Regions from separate parts of the Mus musculus genome. Here region 1 is linked to region 2. A link is a contact called in public HiChIP or PLAC-seq data. All regions are on one chromosome and are shown on one strand. The core of a region is the stretch at or near the end of the contact, and the rest is flanking DNA. Distances in the headings are between cores, read along the strand shown. Region 1 overlaps Pan3 (PAN3 poly(A) specific ribonuclease subunit). Region 2 overlaps 1700041I07Rik (a long non-coding RNA gene).

Region 1 (6,848 bases), core at 3,118-5,617, 740 kb before region 2:
TGTCCAAATAGTAAGTTCCATGGAGGAAAACTCCAACTTTTGAAATGGCCTTCTCAGATGACCGACCCTACAGGGTGAGTTTTATCAAAAGTCCTGTTCCTTTGGGTTAAGCAGTGAGTGCAAAGGCACAGCAGAAAAGTGTCCCTCCAGAGTCAGGCCGCAAAGCATCAGGCCACTGCTGTGCTCAGCTCACCTCCTCGACAGTGTCTGAGTCTATCCAGTGTAAAGTACCATTATAAAGCTGTAGTTCAAAGACAAAAAACAAAAAACAAAAACAAAAAAAAAAACAAAAAACAAATAAACTGGAAAGACCCTAAGGTAATATAACTCCTCCACTTTTAGGCCTTCAGCACAATTTCATTTTGCTATTAAAAATTACGTCAAGATAAGTGTATGTGACTGGCAGACAGACGCCTCTTTGAAGAAGCCTCTAGATGAACCTGGAGAAGAGCAGCGCCTGCTCCTTCAGTTACTGTTCCGATCGTTACCTGGAAAAGGATTTAAATCAACAAACGGAAATTCATATCTGACAGCTCAATGATATTTCTCTCTGCGTGTTCTTAAACACAATACAAGCCTCAACTTGAGCTAACAGTGGGTGGCATGTGGAGCTTGCACACAATACTCATAAGGACTATGCACTACACGGCATTTCTATGAACTAATGTACTGACCTGGCCCATCCCCCAAGAGCAAATTCTGCATCTCTCAGTGGCGAACAGCTGCCCCCTTTGTTTCCCAATGTCCTTGCAAATAGTTCCCTTAGTAAGTATACAATGTGGCAAGAGGTCAAAGATCAGGAAAAAAGTCTTTAAAAAATGACAATTAGTGCATACACAAGTGGAAAACCGTAAGCAGGCGCGTCATTCACCGAAGGTGACCTGAGTCTGCACAAATTCCTCGGAGGCCTGAGGCAGCCAGAGTGCGCACAAAGTGAGACAGTCTTCCTCTCAAGTAACAGTGCACCTGTTAGACCCACGTGTGAGAAGCTTCGCTCCTTCCTGCTCCTCCCCCTGGTGGCAGGAGATGGAGGACAGTTCAGCCGTAGTGCAAACTGGCTAGAGGCTTGGTCCTTCACCATGCCCTCTCAACATTTTTAGCAAATACTACAACTGACCATTTGCAGCCGCAATCAGTTCTTGAAAGGTATTTTCAAAGCAGCGTTTTAGGTCACTGTATGTCACCACCAGCACGCTCTTCTCGTCTCTGGAAATCAGGCTGATTTTTTCTGGCACACCAGCATCTAGCTGAAAGAGGTAAAGTATAAAAAATATGCAGTACGTACTGTGAGGAAGATTAATCTATTTTAGGACAACATTTTTGACGATGATGAATGAAATACTATAATAAATTAAAGTTATTTCTATCACAGTCCCTTTCAGATTTCCATAAACAGCTTACACCATGGGTCAAAATTCATAAGAATTCAAAGAAACATTGCTATGTTTCCTCTGCCTGCCCTAGTGTTTAGAATGTGTTTGATTCCTATCTTCTGCCAACTTGACACTAATTATTTACTCAATAGTTTCCACTTTCTATATTATAAATACCAGTACAGAGCAGAATGCACTTGCAGTGTACAACTTAGGAGGCAACCTTCAGGGCACTATCAAATGTGAGCATGAATGTCTTCACAGCGTGGTACCCACAGCCAAGCTGCTCTCCAAAGAACGTCAATTACATGTTACCAATGAGTTATAACAACTACCAGCCGCTCCATGTCAAACGAGTACCTTCCTATTTTTCTGTTTGCTTGTTTGTTGAGACGGGTTTCTCTGTGTAGTCCTAGCTGTCCCAGAACTCTCTCTGTAGATCAGGCTGGCCTCACAACTCAAAGATCCTCCTGCCTCGGTGTCCTGAGTGCTGGCATTAAGGGTGTGCACCACCGTAATCCATCTCTGTAGCTTCCTTTATGGGTTCCAGCTTATGATCTCTGTCTACGTATTCCATTACTGGGGTTTGGTAACAATATTTAGGATATGGTTTTCATTTTTTTTTTAAGCTTCTTCTTTCAGTATCCCACTAATTGATTCATTAAAAAGCTTTACATTTCACTTGAGGCCTAAAACTTTCAAAATATTTTACCAACAATTTCTGTCATCATTTCCATAAAAATGGCCTTTTGCAGATTTTTAGACCTTAATCAATATGGTTAGCTTCCTTTTTACTATACTCATTAAATTTGGGGAATTGGCACTTCAGATTTGAAATAAGATTTACTTTTTTAGGATATGAAATCCAGTCTTCTCAAGACGACTGTCTGTAGCTTACTGTAAGTACCACTGTCAGTATCTACATTTAAAAAAAAACAAAACAAAAGTTTTAATTACTAACTGATACTAACAATACCAAGCTATGAGATCTGTTAGGAATGTTTCCTACTTATGGATCCCCCCACTGTTCTCCCTTTAAGAGAAGTTAGAGAGTTGGGAAAGTAAGGCACACAAGGTGGATGAGAGGCCCACAGCACTGAGCAGCAGAGCCGAGCCTGGGAGTCAGCAGGTCTGCCGTGCACGGTTTACCTGCTCTTCCGCTACTTCAAGGGTAGGCACAGTGTGCTGAGGCAGAAAATATTTCCACAGATCTGAGGGGGAGCAACATAAATACACTCTCCTCCCACATTTTAAAAACAAAAAAGTGTCAGTTTGCAAGCGATTTAAAATATAAGTAAACAAACAAAAAATCAAGTGTGTGGAGCAGGTCCCTGTTTAACCCTGACTTTATACGAAGGCTGTGATTCACTGCAGACCACCCCACCCCATGTGGGTGCATGTGGTGGAGGTCAGAGGACAACCTTGGGTGTCAGCCCTTCCCTTTCCCCTTTGGTCTCTTTTATCATACTTACACATGTATCTACATATATGCAAACATACTGAATGCATGCAATCATACTACTTAATAAAACAAAATGACATGTCTACAAAACAAAGTATAAAAGAAGGACCATGGTCATCTTATGATGCTTTATCACATTAAAAGGTTCGCATATGAAAACTCTACATCAGCAGTTCTCAACCTGTGGGTCAAAACCCCTTTGGGTCACAGATCAGATATCCCTTTGAGTCACTTAAGAATCACATATTAAATATCCTGCATATCAAATATTTACATTACAATTCATAACAGTAGCAACGTTATAGTCCCCACAACACGAGCAACGGCATTAAAGGGTCACAGCATGAGGAGGGTTGAGAACACTGCTGTAGACGCTCCTGCTTTTGCTTCTGAGTGTTGGGATTAAAGGCATGAGCCACCGTGCCCAGACAAAAAATTCCCACTTTAGAAAATGTCCAGCAAACATACATCCTGTCTTCTTCAGGATCCTAGCACTTGTACACAAGATGGCTCTTTAAGCTGTAATAGCTATCCTGTGATCTCAAAAATCTACAAGGCAGGTGAGTTCCCAGTGGCCCAAGTGCTTGCCACCAAGCATGACACACCAGCACAAAGCAGAGGAACTCCAAAGTGTCCTCTGACCTTGTATGTGCACACAGGGCAGGAGCGCGCGCGCGCGCACGCACGCACACGCACGCACACACACACACACACACACACACACACACACACACACACACGTGCACACACACGCACACACACAGACATAGTAAGAACCTATTAAACACGATTCTTTTCCTTACAAGTACCTTGTTAAGACAAGAAATGATGTGACTGAGGTCGATCCAGGGAGCACCTGCTTCTGTCACCTGATGAAAAAGATGATCTCTAAAGAGTTTCAACAGGTATCTGTCTCCAGTCTCTGACCAGGTTGGATCCTTCTGAAACCTGGGGGGTTAACATTTGACCTCAGTAACTCACTCTACATGCCACACAGCCATATTTTTTCAGACGCAAGATTCATCTAATCTTCCCCAGTTAATTAGAAATTGGAAGGGCTCTGAAAAGTGCTTAAAAAATCTCAACCAACCCAAAAGTACACATATCACATATTCTCTTCACAGGAACAGTTGCCCCTTACATGCTATTCAATCTTTATGACTAGTACAAAATAGAAAACTGTCTGTAGACGTCTCTGAGCCAGGGCTGTAAGGTCCTCTCCTCCTTCCGTGTTCCAGGTTACAGAGGCATCAGCTAAGTTTCCACTTTACCAAGGAACACAGAGGAGGAAATGTTTAGAAAGCAAGGTAGCTTTTAGTCTTCTACACTTCACCAGAAGGTGAAGCTGTGAGGAACTGGAGAACCAGAGACCACTGGTAGTTTTAAGTGACCGGAGGAACCTATAGTCTGGTAGGACACACGTCACTCCAGTAACCTGAGAAAGCAGGGATTCTACCCAGCTACACGGTGCTCTGAGAAGAGGGTAGACAGAGCTGAAACATGAGCCTATCCTGGAAAGAGGAAGCTGAGGCTGCTAGTCCCAGAAAAAAAGCATGCTCTGCAATTCGCAAGAACTAGGAAGGGCCACTGTGTCTAGACAGGGTTTGCAGAGGAAGTCAGAGAACCAGCAGCAATGGACTGGGGGAAAGAAGTCACGAGCATTCTAGAAGAAAGCATGAGATCACGCATTCATTTCTAAGTATAAAACAACATTCTTAACCTGAACACAGAGTCATAAAAAAAGGTTTGATCCATTTGATCAAACACACAGACATCTACCGAGGATGAGCCTAAGCACGGTCAGAGACAACTAAGCCCTCAAACAGGCAACCTCCAGCAGGCAAGGGCACCAACCAACAGCACAACAGACAAAATCCCAACTTTTTTTAAATGGTTTTTTTGAGACAGGGTTTTTCTGTGTAGCCCTGGCTATCCTGGAACTCACTCTGTAGACCAGGCTGTCCTCTCAGAAATCCGCCTGCCTCTGCCTCCAAGGTGCTGGGAAAAAATCCCAACTTCCAAGGAAACATTTTCAGTCAGGCCTCTCACGAACAGTACAACACAATCCTTGCAACACTTCTGTTCTCTGAAGACTCCAGTGCTGCTCGATTCTTTGGTGACCAGGTCCCCCTGCAGCACTGTCTGTAGCTCATGGCATCAACAGTCCATGACTAGGTAGCTAAGCTGTCTGCCTCCAGTGTGTTCTTGCACACAGGAGCAATGCCTCCGTCATAGGGTGGCAGAGGGAGAAGCCCAGCAGGCTCGTGTTTCATGTAGGAGCCTGCATAATTCCAAACAGAGCTGAACAAAATGATTTCTAACATTAATACTGTGAGAAGTGGGGCTGGAGAGATGGCTCAGTGGTTAAGAGCACCGACTGCTCTTCTGAAGGTCCTGAGTTCAAGTCCCAGCAACCATATGGTGGCTCAGAACCACCTGTAATGAGATCTGAAGTCCTCTTCTGGTGCATCTGAAGACAGCTACAGTGTACTTAGATATAATAATAAATAAATCTTTAAAAAAAAATACTGTGAGAAGTGATGATGTTTACGTATTTAAAAGGGGGAGATAAACAATATATTTATACTTGTAACTCTGAAAGTAAATATAAAATTTTTATCAATAAATTAGTCAGGGTGAGGACAACTGGAAAGACTGAGAATGTCAGGTATAAAAAGAGTGATGATATTTTTCACTATTCTACAAAACTTTAAAATTTCGTATTAAAAAATGTAAATAAAATTTTATAAGGACAGTTTAGAATTATATAAATATAATATCATATATCAATAATGTATAAAATGAGAAAGTACTTTAGATTTGCAAAGGACTAATGAATTCACCTCACATGAAAGGTGTACATGAGGGTGTGCTCCACTGGCAAGGGATAAATGATAGAAAAAAGAGAGGCAATAGAGCGTGCGCTCCGGAGAGGGAAGGAGCCAAGACCCCGGAATGAGGGAAGGCAGGCATTAATGTGGCAGCCACGAGGCACAAGCAGCCTGGACAAGAACAGAAGGTGAGAAAAGGAACTGTTAGGCTACTATGTCTCAAGGCATCTGTAACTCTGTCAGAAAGTTGACTGCTGTACAATTATCTGCTTAAGTTCACTATATGGAACTATGATCAACTCCAAGACAGCACAACTGAAAATCGAGAGGAGAAGAACTGGAATCAGGCTTTACTTTGGGCACACTGACAACAGCATGCACCTCTTCCCAGCAGTGCCAGCCCTGAGAACAGAGATCTCAGATCTATGCATCAGCAGAGTGAAGGAATGGGTGGGTCACCAGGTGGATCAAATACCAAGAAAAGTCACAGAACAGAAGAGCCACCTTTTTGAAATACAGGCTGAAAGAGGTCTTAAAACTGGCTCAGCACACATCCTCTTATTAGGACGATTATTAGAGATGATCCTGAGGCTCTTCATTTTCAAAACAGCCAAGCAGGGCTGGAGAGATGGCTCAGTGGTTAAGAGGTCCTGGGTTAGAGTTTCAGCATCCATACAGTGACTCAACAATTGTGTGCACTGCAGTTCCAGGGGATCTGAGGTCATATTCTGCCTCCTAAGACACCAGACACACACGCAGTGCACAATACACATACAAGCAAAATACCCATACACACTAAAGATAAGCTGTAAAAGAAAAACCCACAAGCACCTGTCTGTCACCTACCTCTATGAGAAGTGACACAATTCTGATGTGTAACTTACACATTTTAGTCACAACTGCAACTCTGTCCAGCCCGTCTCAACAGTTAACAAAGTACAGACATCAACTCTGCATAAGGTAACTCTAACTTAAAAGGTAAAACTGGGACAGCATAAAATAATGATGTCACTTCATTACCAATAATGACATCTATGAAAGTGCATTTTCATAGAAAAGAAGGAAACACTACAAACAAGGGACTGCTAGCGTCTCTCAACTGACAAGATAAACTGATGAGATGAGGCTTCCTACAGGAGGCAGAGCACTGCCTCACGTCTGCACATCACGGCCAGTTTCCAG
Region 2 (6,824 bases), core at 3,395-5,894:
AAAGTCTCCTGTTAACAAATATCTGAAAATAATACCCTCTTTAGAAGTGACGTGAGAGGCTAGCCTTGCTCCTGATTGGAGAACACCCAGGTTTCTCTTCAGATCTTATCAGGAAATATTTGGACTGTCACCATGCTCATGAGGCAATGATTGGATGGCTAGAGTTGAAAATAATGTTGTTTGCTGTTTGTTTGTTTGTTTTGAGACAGGTTCTTATTCTGTAGCCCTGTCGGGTTGGAATCTGAAACCTAATTTGTAGACCAGGCTGACCTTAAACTCACAGAGAGGGGTGTGGCGCATGTTTTTAATCCCAGCACTCCAGAGGCAGAGGCGATTGGATCTCTGTGAGTTCGAGGTCCTGGTCTACAGAGTGAGTTTCAGGATAGCCAGGGATTTGTAGATATGCAGAGAGACCCTGTTTCAACAAAGTAAAACAACAAAGAGTTCAAAGCCATTCTTGACTATAGAGTAAGTTTGAGCCTAGCTCAGAATACAGAAAACCCTGACCTAAATAAATAACTTAGAAAGAACACCTTCCCGAAGGCTGCTCTGACCTGAATGTAAGTCTTCCACTTCTGACTCGAATGGACATCTTTACTTAGCACCCACGCATGGCTTCCTCCCTGTTAGCTTACAGGCGATTCTACTAGGCACCTCCTAAAGACCTAGCAACAGCTCACATCACCATCTGCTGTCACCAGCATATAAAAGGACTGCTAGCTACCCCAGCGCTCTCTCTCTCTCTCTCTCTCTCTCTCTCTCTCTCCTCACAAGTTCTCTCCCTCCCTTCCTCCCTCTCTTTCCTTCTCTGTGCCCCATCCTCTTCTCTGCCATTGTGGGTGGCTCTACTTCCATCTGTCTGCCTCTACCCTTTGTCCAGGCCTTCACTCCCCTCCCTTCCCCCAAATAAATCCCTTATACTAGATCTGTTGCATGGCATAATTTCTCAGGGGGGAGACCTTGGCATGGGCCTACCAGGTACTCCCTCGCTACATTATATGTCATAACACTCCCTTATGACAGAAAGTTCAGAAGGAATTAAACATTACTGGCTCTCTGCCAGGGTCTCTTCTGAGTACAGAGGAGGCAAAGAGATGTCACACTCAAGAGAGACATACAGGTGGCTCAGTGGGCAAAGATGTTTACTACCAAGGCCCTGGAGCTGAGTTCAACACCCAGGACTTAGAGCAGTGGAAAGAGAGACGGATTCCTACAAGTTGTCCTCTGACCTCCACGTGTGTGTCTCCACATATGCACACACAGGGAAAGGACGTAAATAGATAAATGATTTAAAAGAAAAAAAATTCTAACAGAGAATACAGACATGAGATAGTGGAAACAGGATACATGGGGCTGGAGAGATGCTCAGTGGTTAAGAGTGCTCAGGGTTTTCCAGGAAGCTGTAATCCCAGCGCTCGGGAGGCAGAGGCAGGAGGACCTTTGGGAGTTTGAGGCCAGCTTGGTCTACAGAGTGAGTTCCAGGACAGCCAGGGCTACACAGTGAAAGAGTACTTAGTGTTCCTGGCAGAGAAACCGGGTTCAGTTCCCAGAACCCACATGACAGCTCATAATTATCTATACCTCCAATTCCAGGTGACCTGGTGCTTCTTGCGACCTCCACGGGTTCCTGCATGCATGTGGTACACATATATACCCTCCAGGCACAAGCACATACACATAATATTAATACATATTCTTTGAAAAGATGACCCACCCTGCTATATACAGTAGTAATTGATGCATGAAAGGTAGAGAGAAGAAACACGGATGGTACACCCTATTTTCTCTGCAGAATATGTCCTCAGGACTTCTAACACCCCATCAGATCTTGGGGGAGTGAGAGAGATTTTCCAGGAGAAGAATGAAGAGCAACTGTAGCCTGATCTAATAATTCCTTGCCCAAGCCAGGACTCCGTGGAACGGAAACTACTGTAACGACAAGGAACAGCACTTGTAAACAGACGGTTCAACAGAGAACAATCCATGTGATCTCTCCTGACAGAAGGGGCAATTGTGGGCAGACACGGAGGCTAATGGAAGCACCCTAGAAGGCAGTGAACTTCCGGATGTTGGAGTGAGGCTGGAAGTGGGTGGGAAGAGAGATGGGGCTGCAGTCGGGGAGGCGTTGGCAATGGGGGTTGTGTTTCCTCAACAAGGAGCACCATGACCAGATCTGCAACTGGAGATGGTAACTGGGCAAGCACGTAGAGAAGGGACGGGAGGACCACAGACTAGAGGAGAGTGAGGTGAGGCAGTGGCTGGTGCAGCGAGAGTCACAGAGAGCTGCTCCCAAGCACTATGAAGGTGGGGCTTCGAAAGGAAAAGAACCCAATACGAGAGACCGGGCATCAGGAAGAGATAGGGCTGCGAAGTAAAAGGAAAGACGGACAATACCCAGGTCTCCGGCTTGGGTGTCTAGAGGCTTCTGTCCGGCTTCCCCCAAGGTGGTATAAAGGCCTCCGCTTTTTGGCAATTCTGAGAGTTTACAGGGAGGAAGAGGCAAGATGCTGAATCTTTCAGAAGGCAGGTGGCCAACTCAGAAGCTGACTCCCTAATCCAAAGCGTGAGCACTGATGCAAAAGAGGAGGTGAAGGTGCCTCTCGGGAACTCGAAGGTCTATTATCACAAAGCACGGATGGATGCAGGTAGGCAGGGCATCAGGCTCCCAGGCCTGGGCTGATGTTACTCACAAGCATATTTCATGCATCTCTTTTTCTGCACCTTTGCATCAAGACCCTGAAGGTGACAGGTGATCTCTAGGAAGAACTAAAAGGACATGAAAAGGGTTAGGGTGGGGGGACAGAAAAGGAGGATTTACAGCTGTGGGTCATAACCTTCCCAATGCTGTGACCCTTTAATACAGTTCCTCATGTGGTGACTCCCCCAATCATAAAATTATTTTCTTGCTATTTCATAACTGCAATTTTGCTACTGTTATGAATCATAATGTAAACATCTGTGTGCAGGATGTCCAATATGTGACACCCCCCCCCCCAAAGGGGGTTGGTCTGTATGTCAGCCAAAGCAGCCAAAGTGATGGATTCTTTGGGTCATTCTGGGTTGTTTTTTTTGTTTGTTTGTTTTTTTGTTTTTTTTTTTTTTTTTTTTTTTGGTTTTTTGAGACAGGGTTTCTCCGTGTAGCCCTGGCTGTCCTGGAACTCACTTTGTAGACCAGGCTGGCCTCGAACTCAGAAATCCGCCTGCCTCTGCCTCCCAAGTGCCGGGATTAAAGGCGTGCGCCACCACACCCGGCTTTTGGCATTCTGTCTTATCCCCTAAGTCCCAGGGAGACTTCTCTGGTGTTTTCTGATTGTTAATTTTTGTTGTGGCAACACATACGTAATGTAAATAGATAAAATGTTAGCTATTTGCAAATGTATGGTTCATTGGTTTTAGCTGGGGGTGGTGGCGCACACCTTTAATCCCAGCAATAGAGAGGCAGAGGCAGGCAGATCTCTGAGTTTGAGGCTAGCCTGGTCTACAGAGTGAGTTCCAGGAAGGCCAGGGCTACATAGAGAGACCTTATCTTAAAATTCAGTGGTTTTAAACGTACCTCATCATGTTTTGTAGCCATCACCCCTATAGCCACCAATGCCTCCCACAGGCCAGATGTTGAAGGCTGGGTCCCTACCCTGTGGTGTTCTTGGGAGGTGGTGGAAGCTTGAAGAGATGACAGCTAGTGGAAAAAAGTTAGGTTTCTGGGGGTGGGGGGTCCTCATTAGCTTTCTCCTTTCCAGAGGTTTATGGCCTGAAGACTGCTCCCCTACCAAGACTGCTCCCACCTAGATCAGCTAAATCTACCCTTGTTACACATCTGTAAACCATAAACCCTGCCTCCTTCTTAACAGTATGCGATACGACCCCTCCTTGTTTAGCTCTATTCAAAAACCCCACCTCTAAGTTCAATTCTATAATTAGCACCCTGAACTTCCCGGGAACTGGAGTTTCTCCATCTGGGAGCATAGGCCTCCCAATCCCAGCTTGCTCTGTATCTGTCTGTCTGTCTGTCTTGTCTGTCTGTCTCTTTTCTTCATTCCCTTGCCACCCCAGTCAGGTTCATCCCTAAACTACACTTTAGTTTTTGAGGCAGTGTCTGTCACTGAACCCAGAGCTCATTCTCCTGTCTCTACCTCCTCACCTCTGGGATTACATCCACCCGTGGTCTATGCCCTGCTTTAGCTCATGTGCTAGGGATGGAGTTCAGGTCCTCATTTTTGCCTAGCAAACACTTTATTAATTTGGTCACTTTTGGAGTTCCAGAAGTTTCTTTATTCTAAAAATTCAGGGTGGTTTTGTTGTTGTTGTTTGGCATTGCCTGAGTCTTGCAATATATTATAATCATGCAGTTCTTTTTTTCTTTTTCTGTAGAAGTGAAAGCGATACCCGTGTTTTACCACCGAGGACCCTGCTTGAACATCTGAGTCGTTCTCTGGGGGAAGCATGGCCTCTCAGAAGGCATCCTCAGTGGGCCGACCAGGGTCGGGGAAGGAGGTCCGTTGGGTGCTGATGTATAAATGTGAATGTGGAGGAGACAGCAAAGCCACAAGTCAGAGCCCCAGATTTGCAGTGCAGGCTCCTGACAGTTAAACCCTGATTCTGCAGATAGAGAATAAACCAAAATAAACCCAGCTTGCAGGGAGAAGTGAGCAGCATTGGAGGAAATGAGAGAGTTTGGGTTGGGGAAGTTAAACACAGTTCTCGAGACTTTCTCAGGGCTAGGGGGTTGCATTTCCCAGAGTTATTTGAGTTGAGCAAGATGAGGAACAAATTGGGAAGCAAAGGCCTGATATATGACCCTCAAACTGGAGAAGTCAGCAGGGAGGGGTACTGCCAGTGCTGGAGGAGGAGACAATTCATTTATTATGCTGCCTGCAACATAATAAACTGAATATATCAGACAAAAAAAATGAGACAGGGTTACTCAGTATAACCCTAGCTGTCCTGGAACTCGCTCTGTACACCAGGCTGGCCTCAAACGCAGAGATCCACCTGCCTCTGTCTCCCAAGTGCTGGGATTGAAGGTGTGCACCACCACTGCGGGGCATATATATCAGAACTATTTTACTCTTTTCCCTCCGTAGTGGTAGTGGTGATGGATCCAGGGCCTCCTACACGCTAGGCAAATGGGCTACCCTGGGTAACACCTTCAGGGCAGACTTTTGACCTCCTCTGGAGTTGGATATGCACTTTTATGAGTTTCAGTTCATTCAGTAACAACGATTTACTGAGTGTGTACTCTTCCCTGCCAGTGAACAAAAATACCACCCGACAGTTTCCCAGTTGTCATGGGTGTGACACCAGGCTCGGGCCAGGCCTCCTTGAGGAGGTGACATATAGGTTGGGATCTGAGGTTGAATGTCTCCCATGCTAAAAAGGAGGGAGGAAGTTCTAGGGAGGAAGGATGGCAAGTGAACACTCAGAGGCGCGACGAACCTTGCTGGTATCTGAGGAAAAATATGGAGGAAGGAGTGAGAGGAAGGGAGGATGGGGAGGCAGAAAGGGCAGCATCAGAAGTGGAGAGGGACAAGAAAGAGCAGCAGAGGGGAAAGAGAAGAGGAAGGGGAATGCTGTCAGTGTGTGATCACTGGATGGTTGACAAAGGAGACAGTATGTCCTCAAGGAACCCTGTCACACTAGAAACCACAAGATCGGCACTTGTCAAATTAATCTCAAATGGGGATGTTGCCAGAACTTTTCAGAAAATCCCAGGTGTGGTGTACTGCCCTTAAAATGTCTCTCTTCAACTGGATGGCACAGTTTTGAAGAAATCATGTGTCCCCCCTCCCCCTCCCCTCCCCCTCTCCTCTCCCCTCCCCTCCCCCACCCACTGTATAGAGCAGGCTCATAGAGATTCACCTGTCTTTGCCTCCTGAGTGCTGGGATTAAAGGCTCAGGAAAGAAGACCTGACTATCTCTCCTTTCTCAAAAACCACATTAAAGCTACCATGATGTTGTTCGTCAACTTGACCGGATCTAGAATCACCCAGGAGACAAGCTTCTGGACATATTTATGTGAAAAGTGGGGATTATGTTGGTTAGGTTGAGATGGAACGATTCAGCTTAAACGTGGAAGGCACCATTCCCCTGGCCCAAAGTCCTGAACCATAGAAGAAGGAAGGTGTCTGGGCATGAGGTACATTCACTGCTGCCCACTTCCTGACTGGGGACACAGCTCTCATGCCTAGAGTCTCCCACCATGAGGGACTGTATGTGAGTCAAAACAAACTCTGCCTTCCTTAAATCACCGGTTGCCTTTCTCCTCCCTCATAGCAACGAGACAATTAGTAGCTACTGTCAGAAAGTGACAGAGAGAAATGTTATTCAGATCCATGCTGCTGTGCCACCGGGCAGCCAGAGGGAGCCAAGGCTGAGCCTGCACAGTGCGATACATGCTCTCTCTTTTGTTCCCTGAAGGAAAAGAAAATGCGCCTCGTGAGAACCTTCAAAAAGGTATCTGCAGCTGGGCAGGGTGACACATGCCTTTGATCCCTGCCCACACTCAGGAGGCAGAGGCAGGTGGATCTCCTGTGAGTTTGGAGCCAGCCTGGTCTAGAGTTCCAGGATAGCCAGGGCTATGGAGTGAGAATCTTGTCTTGGGGGTATAGGGAGAGGCATCTGCGTCTCAACTGAGGGTCAGCTGCTTTTGAATGTGTTCTAAACCCCAGCTTTCTAGGAGGTTTGGAGACCTAACACAGAGTTGTATCACTGAATGCAGGAGTTATGAAAATTTTGACAATAAAAGTATTCTGAATATACAGCAACTAGAAATTAATTGAAAATCTAACCCACGTTGGGTCTAAGGTGTTCTGGAAGCAAGCATCTTG

Evidence for each region. HiChIP or PLAC-seq counts read pairs in DNA pulled down with a chosen protein or histone mark.
Region 1: an H3K27ac HiChIP or PLAC-seq map of microglia shows a contact between it and region 2, with 9 times the contacts expected there. The contact joins two enhancer-like sites. A contact is called at or near these places in 2 of 115 datasets of contacts at active chromatin or transcription factors (bone marrow-derived macrophages and microglia) and 1 of 9 other capture datasets (pancreatic islet).

The regions. Positions count from the first base shown.
Region 1 is chr5:147,540,005-147,546,852 of GRCm38.p6, reverse strand. It overlaps Pan3 (PAN3 poly(A) specific ribonuclease subunit), which reads right to left. Exons shown (of 19, transcript NM_028291.5): 17 at 3,645-3,783; 18 at 1,118-1,247; 19 at 1-488. The coding sequence ends at 466. Among named protein-coding and RNA genes, the nearest start is that of Pan3, 110 kb to the right of the region's middle. Within about 2 kb of position 4,367, at least 35 of the 459 cell types and tissues checked have an H3K27ac peak or open chromatin away from gene starts, as enhancers often do. A contact at or near this core is called in bone marrow-derived macrophages and microglia, where this site is marked.
Region 2 is chr5:146,803,976-146,810,799 of GRCm38.p6, reverse strand. The region is part of intron 1 of 1700041I07Rik (a long non-coding RNA gene); the gene reads right to left. Among named protein-coding and RNA genes, the nearest start is that of 1700041I07Rik, 12 kb to the right of the region's middle. Within about 2 kb of position 4,644, at least 54 of the 459 cell types and tissues checked have an H3K27ac peak or open chromatin away from gene starts, as enhancers often do. A contact at or near this core is called in bone marrow-derived macrophages and microglia, where this site is marked.